Linked DNA regions of Sus scrofa: region 2 is linked to region 1. Evidence: chromatin contacts called from public promoter capture Hi-C data. All regions are on one chromosome and are shown on one strand. Each heading gives the region's core, a stretch centred on a gene start, on an enhancer-like site or on the middle of the called end of the contact. The rest is flanking DNA. Distances are from core to core; before and after follow the strand shown.

What was found. Promoter capture Hi-C pulls out the DNA fragments that hold promoters and counts their contacts.
Region 2: a contact with region 1 is called in a promoter capture Hi-C map of fetal liver, with 2.7 times the contacts expected there. The contact joins the promoter of ATG2A here to the promoter of FAU in region 1. A contact is called at or near these places in 2 of 5 promoter capture datasets (fetal liver and liver), 4 of 47 Hi-C or Micro-C datasets (heart right ventricle, liver, skeletal muscle and 1 more) and 1 of 2 datasets of contacts at active chromatin or transcription factors (alveolar macrophages).

Annotation. Positions count from the first base shown.
Region 1 is chr2:7,065,511-7,072,197 of Sscrofa11.1, forward strand. FAU (ubiquitin-like protein FUBI) reads left to right here and starts at 5,393. Exons shown (of 5, transcript XM_021082866.1): 1 at 5,393-5,740; 2 at 6,009-6,091; 3 at 6,178-6,322. The coding sequence starts at 6,017. MRPL49 (mitochondrial ribosomal protein L49) reads right to left here and starts at 5,494. Exons shown (of 4, transcript NM_001245013.1): 1 at 5,393-5,494; 2 at 4,112-4,262; 3 at 2,476-2,600; 4 at 1,022-2,361. The coding sequence starts at 5,470. The coding sequence ends at 2,215. SYVN1 (E3 ubiquitin-protein ligase synoviolin) reads left to right here. Exons shown (of 16, transcript XM_003122541.4): 16 at 1-1,107.
Region 2 is chr2:7,256,929-7,263,847 of Sscrofa11.1, forward strand. ATG2A (autophagy related 2A) reads left to right here and starts at 5,103. Exons shown (of 43, transcript NM_001190278.1): 1 at 5,103-5,312. The coding sequence starts at 5,142.

The DNA.
Region 1 (6,687 bases), core at 4,143-6,642:
CTTGAGCAGCCCTCTGCTGGAACACATCCTGCCACCAAGTGCCAGCTCCCTCTTTCTGCACCAGGGAGTAGCGACCCCCAGTTCTGAGGCAGAGGAGGTGGCACCCTAGACCAAGTGGAAAGGGGCCGAGGGCTTTCTCCAGCCCGTACAGTCCCGGGCAGCCATGGGGATCCGGGTCATTCCAGCCTTCCTCTCCAGCTCTTCAGCCGTGCCGTGTTCTGCTGAGGCCCTGAGGCAGCAAGGTGCTGCCTGGAGAAGCCCTCTGACCCCACCCGACCCCTTTCTGGGAGAAGGGGCAGCCCCTCCGAGCCCCCCTTGTGTGTGGAGTCACGCTGCAGCACCCAACAGTATTAGCTCCCGTTCCCAAGTGTGGACTCAAGGGCTGGAGGTGGGCCAGGAACCTGCTCCACGGCCCGCCCACCGAGACTGGTACCCATGTCCTTTTCTTACCCTAGACTCCCCAGAAGCCTTTTGTGGTGGTGGCTGTGCCCCTTGTGCCCTGTGGCATTTCCATGTCTTACTGGCAACCACATAACTCAGGGAAAGGAGTGTCTGGGGTGGAGGAGCAGGTGGGCAGCACTGAGGGGCCCTGCTCTGCCCCTCCCCCCCAGGCCCTTTTCTCCCTGCAGTTTGTCTAAGGGGAGACTGTCCCTGGTCTCACCCAGCAGCCACTGCAGCCTCACTCCAGGCTGAGGGCTCGTGTGTGTGCGTGCGCGCTTCTGAACCACTGCAAGCCCCAGAACCAGCGGAAGGCCACTTCTTAACTTAGTTAAGAATTTTTCTTGAGTTTAGAAGAACTGGTATTACTTCCTTGCTACTGTCTTTTGGCTTAAATTTTGTCTTTGAATTTGAATGCTTGACCCCAGGAAAAGGTCGCAGGAGTGCCAAGCTCCTGGTCTTTCCAGTTGAGAAAAGGCTCTGGGCCAGGTAGGGACCACAGGAGCCAAGGCCTTGCCTGCCCCTGTCTTTTCCCCCTTGGTTTTGTGTTACAAGAGTTGCTGGAGACAGTTTCAGATGATTATTTAATTTGTAAATATTGTACAAATTTTAATAGCTTAAATTGTATATACAGCCAAATAAAAACTTGCATTAATGACTGGTGGAACTGATGCCATGGGATCCATGTGCGGGCTCCTTTTACTCAGGGGTAGATCAGTAACCTGGAACCTCCAGGAATGAGGGTTTAAAGTCAGCACTGTCCTTGGGCACACTGTCGAATATTAACATATTAGGAAAATATATCCGTTTTACACACGAAGAAAGCCCCAGAAAGGTGAAGTGCCTGGTCCTTAGGTCAGAGCACGCAGGGGAAGCCAGACTTCGAAACCTGCCACAGCCAGTTTGATACTGAGCTTGGGTGGGAATTCGGGCTTCTGGTCCTTGTGACTCCCAAGTACGAAGTTCCTAGGCTGGGGTGGGATGAGATGGCAGAGGCCAAAGGACAGCATCTTCCTGCCCGCAAACCCGCTGTCCAGCCCTGATACTAGGTCAGCACCCTGGGAAGGATGGCCCTTTGCTGGGCCGCCGGGAGCTCTTAAGCACCCCCTTGTGGGCAGGCCAGCTAGAGCTCATCCCTTAGCTTGCTGGAGCTGGGAACCCAGTCAGGCCCAACTCCAGTCTGGAAGAGTCCTGCTGGCGGCCCTCCTACCTCTGCGGGGTGGAAGGAGTGAGCCCAGGGGCTGATGTGCTGCACGTGGAACTGAAGACCTTCAGGACCCACGTCTGAGTCATCTTGTGTTCTGTGGCCCCTACCAAGCGGGCTCAGGATTTGTGGGGCAGTGACGGTGTGAGAGCCCAAGAAGGAACGTGCCCGGTGGGTCTGGCCTGTGCTGCCGTCTCCTGCAAACTGGGTTGGGCTGTTGCTTCCACCAGAGGGGTAGCCAGTTACCTCTGAAAGTTGAATGGCTGAGTCCAAGGAGCTCCCATGAAGGGAGAGCAGGAACAGGCCAAAGCGTGTGTGTGTGTGTGTGTGTGTGTGTGTGGCGGGGGGAGCAATTAACCCCCCGCCAGCTTGACTATTGCTGGTGGGTCTCTAGAGGCCCTCCCCAGCACACGGTCCCATTTCTTCCTTCATACAAGCAAGTCCCACTCGAAAGCCCTCCACCCTGGTCTCTACCTGCTGTCCCAGTTGCTCCCATGGTCACCTCCCTCCTCCTGAGACCCCAAGACTCCAGTCTGAGGGGGACACTGTGATGCACGCTGCTCAGCCGGGCTTCAGAAGCCCTTCTCCAGAAGCCAGGCTTTGAGCTGCTGGTCAAAGTAGCCCTTGACCCGAAGGGTACCTGTCACCTCATTGACCTGGGTGACAGGTGTCTTCCCCAGCAGCGGGCTCAGAAAATCTTCCACATCCTTCTGCAGGGCCTGGGGGGAAATAATAACACATCGGGCCTGGTCAGGAGACCCGACCCTCTTGCAGGCTCTCACCCCTTCAGCCCCCAAGGGGTCAGAATCGCCCCGAGCCACGCGCCCACTCACCCAAATGTCTCCCTCCACCTTGCGGATCACAGTCATCTGACGGTTGCCGTGTGTGATGTCCCTGTAGACGGGGATGTTGTGCATCCTCGAGCGCCGCACGAAGTAGGGCAGGCTGGGCGCAGGGTCTGCGGCAGGGAGGGGCGGTGATGAGGCAAAAGCTCCTAGACCTCGTGGCCCCTCCACCAAGGCCTTTCTCCACAGAGTAGGCAGAGGGTCAGTGAACCCAACAGCAAAGCCACCTCCAGACTTGAGATCAGGAGACTTGCACTTGCCCTAAGTTTAGGACCAGGACCAGCCTGTTCTTGGTACCTCAAGGCCCAGCATAGGGCCTGGCACCAGGCACTCAAGAAGAAATGAAGTCAGGGCTATGCCTCTTTAGGTCCTCTGGAGCCAATCCTTGCTCTCCTCCACTGAAACAGGGAGGCTAAAATCAAGCTCTAGCACAAAAGGATGGGTATTTATTGGGGTTTTTTGTGGAGAAGAGGTTGGAACAGAGGTCTGGCCACATCCACAGCATGTGGAAATTCCTGGGCCCAGGATCAAACCCACACCATGGCAGGGACCTGAACCATAGCAGTGACAATGCAGGATCCTTAACCTGATGAACCACCAGGGAACTCCAGGGATGGGTATTTCTAAGCAATGAAAACCTACCACGGGCTGGGCTCTGCACAATGCATTTTATGTGCTGAGCAGATTATCTCTATTTTGCTGAAACTGAAGTTGGGAGAAGCTAAGTGACTTACTCAAAAATACTGGCAATAGGGAGTTCCTGCTGTTCACTAGTTGGGTTAAGAACCCAACTAGCATCCATGAAGGAGTGGGTTCAATCTCTGGCCTCGCTCAGTGCATTAAAGATCCAGCACTGGAGTTCCCGTCGTGGCGCAGTGGTTAACAAATCCGACTAGGAACCATGAGGTTGCGGGTTCGGTCCCTGCCCTTGCTCAGTGGGTTAACGATCCGGCGTTGCCCTGAGCTGTGGTGTAGGTTGCAGATGCGGCTCGGATCCCGCGTTACTGTGGCTCTGGTGTAGGCAGGCAGCGACAGCTCTGATTGGACCCCTAGCCTGGGAACCTCCATATGCCGTGGGAGCGGCCCAAGAAATAGCAAAAAGACAAAAAAAAAAAAAAAAAAAAAATCCAGCACTGCTGCAAGCTGTGGTGTAGATCACAGATGTGGCTCAGATCTGGCACTGCTGTGGCTGTGGCATAAACTGTCAGCTGCAGCTCTGACTCAACCCCTAGCCCAGGAACTTCCATATGCCTGGGGTGCAGCTCTAAAATGGAAAACAAACAAAAAACCCTGGCCAGAACTGCGAATCTGTGGATCCAGAACTGCCCAACTCCCAAGCTGTGTTCTCACTTATGGCCAGGGATGGGGGTAGGGGTCCAAATTCTTGGGTCTTCTCTCTATGCTTTGCTTTTCCCACAGGGCAAGACCCCACCCCAATCGTGTGTGGGGGCGGTACTAGTAAAACAGTGCTCCATTCGGGGCCCTTCCCTGAACACAGACAGATGCTAGCTCGGGGTTGCCAGTCCTGAACCCACCAGGAATCCAGAGCCTCAGCCAGGGCAGAGACCCCTACGGAGGGGATGTTTTCCTGCAGCCTTCACGCCATCCCCAGAACCCTGCTCACCTCTGGGGGGCTGCCAGCCACTAGGAGTGGGATAATGTTCGTGCTTTGGGGGCTTTGGGATGCTGGCAGGGGGTAAGAGGCGCTCCACGAAATGGTATTCATCCACAGACTCCACGAAGCTGGGGTATTCAGGGGTCCCCTGGGTCTGGCTCTGAGGCAAAAACAAACAAACGACCATCTCCCATCAGCCCACCCACCACCCAGCCCCCAACAGGCAGACCTTTCCTCAAGCAGGAAAAGGAAACATTACAAGCAGAGAGAAGGGCTTAAAGAAAAGGCTGAGGCAGGAAAGCACCAGACTTCAGTCCCGGGTGCAGGATACTGAGGGGACTTAAAAAGAAGTTCAGGAACTCAGGCCCACCTCTCTTAGAATTTTTTTTTTTTTTTGATCTTTTTTTTTAGGGCCGCACCTTGACATGTGGAGATTCCCAGGCTAGGGGTCGAACTGGAGCTATACTACCTGTCTATGCCACAACCACAGCAACACCCAACCTACACCACAGCTCGTGGCAACCCCGGATCCTTAACCCACTGAGCGAGGCCAGGGATCAAACCCGCATCCTAATGAATGCTAATCGGATTCATTAACTGCTGAGCCACGACAGAAATTCCTCACTCAATTCTTATAATTTGATACATTAGGTATTTTATTATCTTCTTTTTATATCCAAGAAATATCAAGACATTAGCAAACAATCTACCTGAGGTCACATTCCTATCCTCCCATACTTCTCCCAGCAGATACCCAGAACTCCTGATAGGTCCCAGGGTCACAAAAAGAATCAGAAGAAAGATGTTCAGTCCTATACATTGTGAGTCTTAGGTTCCCAGAGGTGCCGCCAAGATCTGGGGCCAACCTCCAACGTCTACAACGGTGTCCCCTTCAAAAAATAAGGCAGCGGAGTTCTTTTGCGGGGCAGCGGTTAAGGATCCGGCGTTGTCACTGCTGTCTGCGGGGGCTGAGGTCGCTGCTCTGGCAGGTTCGAACCCTGAATTCCACATGTCTCGCGGCCAAAAAAATATTTTGTCTACGTGTGTGTGTGTGTGTGTACGTAAAATCAGCAAGAATCGATGCCCAGCACCTAGTTCTAACTCAGGCTGTCCTCCAATCATATTTCAGTATCTTAAGCCCCACAATCCGGAGCCCACTTCAGGCCCTGCCCCCTTCCCTCTCAGTCTAGTATCTGAGCTCCAGAAAAGCGACCCCCAAGAAGGGACGAGCAAGGGATAACAGCCTCACAACCAGCCCTCTGCTTCCAGCACCAGGCTCAGCGCTCTCACCAGCCGCCGTAGCCCGCAGCCCAGCGGGACGCCAGTTCTCCAGGCACGAAGTACACCGCAGAGCACAGTCGCCGCCATCTCGAACAGCCCAGGTACACTAGCTTTCTGCGCACGCAACCCGCCTGGTCCAGCCCCTTTATGATCGCTCCGCCCAGGACCGAGAGAACGCCTGCGCAAAGCGTAAGGAGGCGGAGCCAGGACGGCTCTGGGCGGTACAAAAATCAGAGATCTTGGCGGTCGCTCAGTAGTGACGTGGCACGCAGCAGGCGGAGAGGACGTGCGCGCCCTCGCTCCTTCCTCTTTCTCGACTCCATCTTCGCGGTAGCGGCAGGGGTGTCCGCGCTTCAGGTAAGATTTTGGCCTTGGATAGATCCGGAGGTCTTATTTGGGGCTTGGCTGCGAGGTTAGAAGGAACGGGGAAAAAAGAGGAAGAGGGCTGGTCGGGGGGCCTGGCCGATCCCCATCGGACCCCCCTGGCAGGTCCGGCCTTACCCACGTGAGACCCCGAGACCAGCTGCTCCCCGGCGCAGTCGCCCCCGGCCCATCCCCCATTACCTGATCCCTTCTGTCCCAGAGTATTTATTCTCTTACAGGCAACCCCTTTTTTTTTTTTCAGTCGCCAACATGCAGCTCTTTGTCCGCGCCCAGGAGCTACACACTCTCGAGGTGACCGGCCAGGAGACGGTCGCCCAGATCAAGGTGAGGCGTCGTAGTGTTTCCTGGGGTCTTTTGTGTTCGCCTTTGCCTTCCGCGGGAACGTTAATGAGTCTTGTTTTTCCATTTAGGCTCATGTAGCCTCGTTGGAGGGCATCGCTCCAGAAGATCAAGTCCTGCTCTTGGCAGGCACGCCCCTGGAGGATGATGCCATCCTCGGCCAGTGTGGGGTGGAGGCCCTGAGCACTCTGGAAGTAGCCGGCCGTATGCTTGGAGGTGAGTTAGGGAGCACTGTACCTTGAACTGCTTGTAAGTTCATGGGTGTAGGGTGTGGAGTTCAGGGTCCTCAATCCAGGGTGGTTCTTCATGTTTCCCTCCCTCAAGAGGAACTCTTGAGAGGTCTGTGGGAAACTTCTCTAGACGGTAGTTCTATTTCAGTCACTTTCTAAATAGATCCTTGTCTATGTCTCAGTTTCCTCAGGAAAATCAGGAGGTTAGAGCAGATCACCAAGGTGCTCTCTAGGTCTTGTTTAAAGTCAGGAGCTGGAGTTCCCTTTGTGGCTAAGCAGGTTACAAACCCAACGAGTATCCATGAGGATGCGGGTTCCACCCCCTGGTCTTGCTCGGTGGATTAAGGATCC
Region 2 (6,919 bases), core at 3,853-6,352, 190 kb after region 1:
TTGCCGTCTAAGGTGACATCATACTCTGGGTTTAAAGGGCCAGCCTAGGAGCAGCAACCCATCAGAGCAGGAGGTGCTCCTTGGTGCTGTCACCCGACCCCAGGCAAGCTGGCCTCTCTGGATGGAACTCTCAGCCTTTAGGGCCCTAAGATGTGCTACGGGGGTCTCATGTCCAAAACCGGCCTGCAGGGTATCCAAGGCATGAGTGGAATCCCATGTTTGGCATTCCTGCCAAAAGTTCCCAGCTGGCAGTCCTGGGCCCCCTTCCTAGCACCCTGGCCCCCAACATCCATCATTCCCCTGGACTCAGTTGCCTACACTTCGCTGTGAAATCCCCACACGGAAGCTTGGCCTGGATGAACAACTGGTCCGCGGGAGCATCAGGAGTGGGCAATGGAGTCGGGGAGGGGGCTGTGGCCCTCTTCAGGGTCTTCCTCACCCTGCCTTAGGCCTTGTTGACCACTCAGTGCCCCTGTAGAACCACCCAGCCACCTTCTGGGCTGCAGAGGGAGGCTGGGTGCCCCAGAGATGCCCACCTGCTAGAGCCATAAACCAAAGGCCACACTTTAGCCAGGCTGAGATCCAGGACTGAACCCTTTGCTCCACAGGCCTTGTCCCTCTGGCCTTTGGTGTCCTCGTCTGTCAAATGAAAATTCACCATCTCCTTCTTGCCCACTTCCCAGGCTCAGGAGATGAAGACTCTCCCATGGCCCTGCAGAAAAAAGCGGGGCATGGAGGTCGGGGAAGCAGGCCCACCAAGCCTTCTACAACCGGTCGAAGACCCTGAGGCCCAGAGAGGAAAAGTGCGTTGCCCAAGGTTATTAGCCTATCGTCAGAAGCTGGCACCACAGCCCAGGCCCCCACCTCCCAGCCTAAGTCAGGAGGACACCAGCTCCAGCTCCCCACCCCAGGTCCCCTGGCCCCCAACATCCATCATTCCCCTGGACTCAGTTGCCTGGACTCTTGAGGGTCTCCAGGCCAGGTAGGCCGTGGAGGGTGGGTGCTTTGTACAAAGGGCAAGCTCAGTTTGAGGACTGGGGCATGGAAGGTTGGAAGCCAGAGGTTAAGACTTCTTGGATCTCAAAATAGTTACAATGTTACATGAGGGGTGGAGAGTTGGGTTTTGTTTGTTTGTTTGTTTGTTTGTTTTTTAGGGTTGCACCTGCAGCATATGGAAGTTCCCAGGCTAGGGTTCAAATTGGAGCTGCACCTGCTGGCCTACACCACAGACACAGCAAACATATCCAAACCGTGTCTTCAGCCTACAATGCGGCTCACGGCAACGCCGGATCCTTAACCCACAGAGTGAGGCTAGGGATCAAACCTGCATCTTCATGGTTACCAGTCGGGTTCATTACCACTGAGCCACAAATGGGAATTCTGAAAATTATTTTTGCAATCATCTTTATTGAGATATCACTCACATTCCATAAAATTTACACATTTTGGTGTTATTGTTTAATGAGTATAAAATTTCCATTTTGCAAGATGAAAAAATTGAGGAGATTAGTTGCACAACAGTGTGAATATATATATATATATATATTTATTTATTTATTTATTTATTTTTTGGGCTGCATCTGTGGCATAGGGAAGTTTCCAGGCTAGGAGCTGAATCAGAGCTACAGCTGCCAACCTGAATCACAGCTACAGCAGCTAAGATCTGAGCTGCATTTGCAACCTACACCACAGCTCACAGCAGTACCAGATCCTTAACCCACTGAGCAGGGCCAGGGATCGAACCCACATCCTCATGGATACTAGTCGGGTTCGTTTCCACTGAGCCACAAAGGGAACTCAACGGTGTGAATATGCTTAACCCTACTGAATTGTACTTTTACAAATGGCTGCGACAGGAGCTCCCAGTGTGGCTCAGCAGTAACAAGACTGACTAGTATCCACGAGGAAGTGGGTTTGATCCCTGGCCCCACTCAGTGGGTTAAGGTTCCAGCGTTGCTGTGAGCTGTGGTGTAGGTGGCAGATACAGCTCTGATCTGGCGCTGTTGTGGCTGTGGTGTAGGCCAGTGTTGCAGCTCCAATTTGACCCCCAGCCTGGGAACTTCCGTATGCTGAGGGTGTGGCCCTGAAAAGAAAGAAAGGGGGAAAGAAAGAAAGAGGGGAAGAAAGCAGAAATGGCTAAGATGATAAAATTTATCATGTGCATTTTACCATGATTCAGACAAAATGCAAAATCCAGGCCCTCCACCGTCTCCAAGTGAAAAGCCGCAGCCCCCCCACACCTTCCATAATCACTTTTACGTCTATCCTGATCTCACTGAGGAAATTCCCAGAGGGGCTTCTCCTGGGTGGGCCATTCCTGGGGAAGGGAGAGAGCACGTGGTTTGCCTGATAAGTTTCTGTCTAATCGGATGTGGGGATACCCTCCGAGAAGCCCTACAAAGCCTGGCCTTCCCCCCTTTTCATTCTTTGAGAAGGAACCCCGGCCCTACACTTCCCCAGACCCTTGAGTTCGCTGAGATCCATGGTCCAGCGCCCAGAGCCAGTGTATCTGTTGCATTTCTGTGGCGTTCACCGCATGTTGTCTGGGGGAGGTGGCAGGAAGGACCTTTCTATCCCTCTGAGTCCTGTCTACTTTGCTGCTCTGACACAGACACTGCACTGTGTCCCGGCCACAGAGGGAATCGGGCTTAAGAGTCAACCCACAGGCACCCACTTCTGAGAGACAGATGTGGCCCCTAGTAAAGTTTTAATGAAAGATAGGACATGCATGCCACCTCAGAGGCAGGAAGCAAACCTAGGAAGCAGGCATCTCAGATTGGAGGTCTGGACATTGGAAATGGCCCCGTGTCCCCACCCCTTGTGTGTACTGCTCTCAATTCCCACTGCTGGGGAGTGGTAGCTCCCTCCTAGACTGAACATAAGGACACTTTTTCCTAGACTCCAGAATCTGCCCTTCTAATCCCACTGCCTTTGGGAGAAGTGATGCTTGTTCATTCACTTGCTCCACAGGCACCGAGGCACACAGCCTCAGTATCCTTTCCTGTAAAACGGGGATGTTAATAGTGCCTCCTGGGAGTTCCCTTCGCCGCATAGTGGTTACCAAACCCGACTAAGATCCATGAGGTTTCGGGTTCCATCCCTGGCCTTGCTCAGTGGGTTAAGGATCCAATGTTGCCGTGAGCTGTGGTGTAGGTCGCAGACACGGCTCAGATCTGGCGTTGCTATGGCTGTGGTGTAGGCCAGCAGGTGCAGCTCGGATTCAACCCCTAGCCTGGGAACCTCCATATGCCGCAGGTGCGGCCCTAAAAAGAAAAAGAAAAAAAATAGTGCCTCCCTATGAGCCTGTGTGGTAAAAAGCAGATGAGGTCATGCACATGGAGTGACACGTCCAGGGTCCAGGACAGTCCATGGGCTCCATTCATGATGTCTCTTATTTCTCCTAATTAATAAATACTCAGTGAACCCAACTCTGCCCCTGGCCTGTCACAGGGGTCAGGCAGATCTCTTGATTCATTTCACAATCATTTTCTGAGCAGCCATCCTATTAGCCAGGCTCCTAGGACAGGGGGGGTCTTAGCGTTTCCTGCAGTTCTCTGAGGCTGTTCCTCAGTCTCTCCCAGGTAAGGAGCTGTCCCGCCTATGAGCCCAACCCCAGGTTAAGAGTGATAAAACAGGCTCACAATAGGAGCAGCTTAAATAGGACTTGCTTGAAGCCACACAGAGCTGGCACTGGAATCTTGATCCCTGCCCCTCAGGCCAGAGGGGCTGCCCTCGCTTCAGGCTGAATTTTGGCTTTAGACTGCAGTCCATCTCCCTGCTAAAGCTAAAATGGAATTATAATTCCATCTTCAGTCATCATGATGTTAGGGTCTTGTGGAGCAGGGCTGGGCAAACTTTTTCTGTAAAGGACCAGAAAATAAATTATTAGGCTTTGTAGGCCTCTGTCTCAAGTACTCAACCCTGCTATGGTAAGAAAGGAGCCCTAGAGAATACTTATTCAAACAAGCACGGCTGTGTAACACTAAAACTTTATTTGTGGACACACTAGTGAAGTTCATATGATTTTCACATCATGAAATCTTACCCATTTGGGTTTTTTCCAACTCTTGGAATATGTAAAAACCATTCTTAGCTCAAGGGTGATACCAAACAATGAATCTCTGCTCAAGGGGGTTGGAATCCATCCTTTGTGTCTTGGGTTTTTGTTTTGTTTTGGGTTTGTTTGTGTTTTTTGTTTTTTGTTTTTGGCTGCTCCAGCAGAATGTGAAAGTTCCCCAGGCCAGGGATTGAACCAGCACCCCAGCAGTGACCCAAGCAATTACAGTGACAACACTGGATCCTTAACCTGATGCAGCACAAGAGAACTCCACTATTGAGTTTGAGGATTTGGGATGTAAAAAATTGTTGTTATTATTATTGTTGTTGTTGTTGCTGTTGTTACAGGGAGGGGCCAGAGGCCTGGCCAACTACAGGGAGAAGGGATGATCAGTTAATCTGTCCCGCATTTCAGGTGAGGAGTGGAAGACAAGACGTCCTTCATGATGCTTTCTGTTTAAATCAGTTTTTCTTTTCCGTAAAATAGTGACAATGATCTCTATCTTAGAAGATCGTTGTGAAGGTTGAATGAGATAAAGGAAGGTAAGGCGTTTTATAAAATGCAAGTGTTTATTCACTTAATCTTTCTAAAGATGCGAGCTGGGGCTCTCGCACTGACTATTCTTCTGGAAAGCGCACAGCGAAGTTGGATGGGACACTGTCCCTTTAAATCCTTCCCAACTACCTCAAGTACTAGTTGGACGAGTCGGCACATGCGCATTCCTTTGCGGGGCTGGTACCTCAAGCCACAACAGCCTTCCCAGAGCCCTTAGGAGAGAGGTTAAAGGTCCTCCCACACAGAATTTATACGCAAGCGTAAATCAAGATTGGGAGCCCTATATCGTACCGCGAGCCCAGTCCCTTTTTCGCGCCTCAAGGCTCCGCCCCCGCGGCCAATCAGGAGGCCTCGCCCTTCCCAGTGGCCAATGGCAATAAGCGTGGGGGGCGTGGTCAGGCGTCCGGGGGTGCGGCCTGGCGCTAAGAGAAGCGGCGGGGTGAGCCGGGGGCTCTAGTGAACAGCGCAACCGGACGGGGAACGCTGGCGGGCGGCAAGCGGAGGCGGCCCGGGCCCGGCGCTCTCCGAGATGTCACGATGGCTGTGGCCATGGTCAAACTGTGTGAAAGAGCGGGTCTGCCGCTACTTGCTGCACCACTACTTGGGTCACTTCTTCCAGGAGCACCTCAGCCTGGACCAGCTCAGCCTCGATCTATACAAGGGCAGCGTTGCCCTGAGGGATATACACCTGGAAATCTGGGTGAGGATTCAGGCCGGAGCCCTGGAAGGGTCCGAACGGGGAGGAGGGGGCGCAGCGACCTGAGGCTCCTTGCGAAAGAATCGGACTAGGGGACCAGGCACCGGGGTGGAAAGGCCTTGGGCGTCCAGCCCCTTCCAGGGGTCACAGGGACCCCAGCTGATCGCCTCTAGAGCCAGAAGCTGTACGGGAAGGGGGTTCCTGCCTCTGCTTCACAGGAGGGGAAACTGAGACTGAGGATTGGGATGTCACTCATCTGGAGATAAGTGACAGAATAAGCATATCATGTTTGAGGCCCGAGTTGAGCACTTGGTGCCAATGGGGCTTAGGAAAGGGAGGGGAGGGATCAGAGAAACCAGGGGGCCTCTGTTGGGACCAGGCCAGGGAAGTGACAGAGTTTGGGCATATCGCTGGTTAGGGGAGTCTGGAAGAGGTCCAGGACCCTGCTGAGGGCACCTGTGGGAAAGGTGCCCTGACCTCCTAACCCCACGACCCTGGGCCCAGGGGGTGGGGTTCACCGCGGGATATGTATGTCAACAACCGCGTCAGCACCAGTGTTGATCAACACTTTGTGTGGCTGCCTCGCTGCCTTACTTCCTGCTTTGGAGAGAGTGGGATGGACCAAGTTGGTGTTTGGGGAGGGGCTTGGGCATCCGGCATCCCCACCTAGAGGAAAGCCCTCGGAGAAAGGTGGAGAGGCCTGGCCTCAGGCAGAGAAGAGCGACTTTGGGGAAGCAGAGAGGAGTAAAGTCTGGGTCAGGCCTGAGCCTGGGGGCTGTGACTCACCGTTCAGCTGACCTGGGAAGTTGCAAAGTTGCTTAGAGGCACCAGACCGGGTCTGGCACTGGGTCAGCCCCCCAGTCCAAAGTAACAGGGGTGGGCATGGAATCAGGGGCTTCTCAGTCTTCTGGGGGAGCAGACAGGGTGCTCAGCCTTAATACAGTCTGGGCAGGAGAAGCCGGCCTTCCTGAGCAGAGACTCCTGAGCCCGGAGTTGGTGGCACTTCTTGCCTGTGAATCCCGGTGCAGGAGACCTTTTCTGACCTCTGACCTCAGCCTCTTTCTGTGTTCCCACCCACCCTGCCCTCTGGTTAGGGATTTAATTGGCTCCTAGCTAGGCTGCTTTCCTCTTGGCCTCCAGGGAGGGCTTGGGCCGAGGTGGATTGAAGGTGCTTTCCCAGGATGCCAGCCCTTCTCCCAGCTGCCTGGCCTGCAGGTCCCCAGAGTGCCTGGGACCCCAGGAGAGGATGAGAAATGAGGCATGGGTCTCAGTCCCTGTCCCCATAGTATACAGGGTGACAAGCCTAGTCCCTGAAGTGTTCCCATCTGTGGCTCTCTGAGTGAGGAATTTGGACTTGATCTCTTTGGGTCTCCTGGTTCTGTCATGTATCTAATTCATGGGTCCAGCAAGTGTTTACTGAGGCCCTCTCTGGGGGGCACCACACAGAGTGCCTGGAGTCACTCCGAGAAGGCAGGTGGGCTCCTGCCTGCGGGGAGCTCCCAGACTGGTGGGGGTACATCTCCCCTATCAGAAACCAGAGCTGCGCCTCAGAGAGAGGGACCGTGACATCATGTGTCTCTGGAGCTGGGGGCCCGCTCCCACTCAGGTCA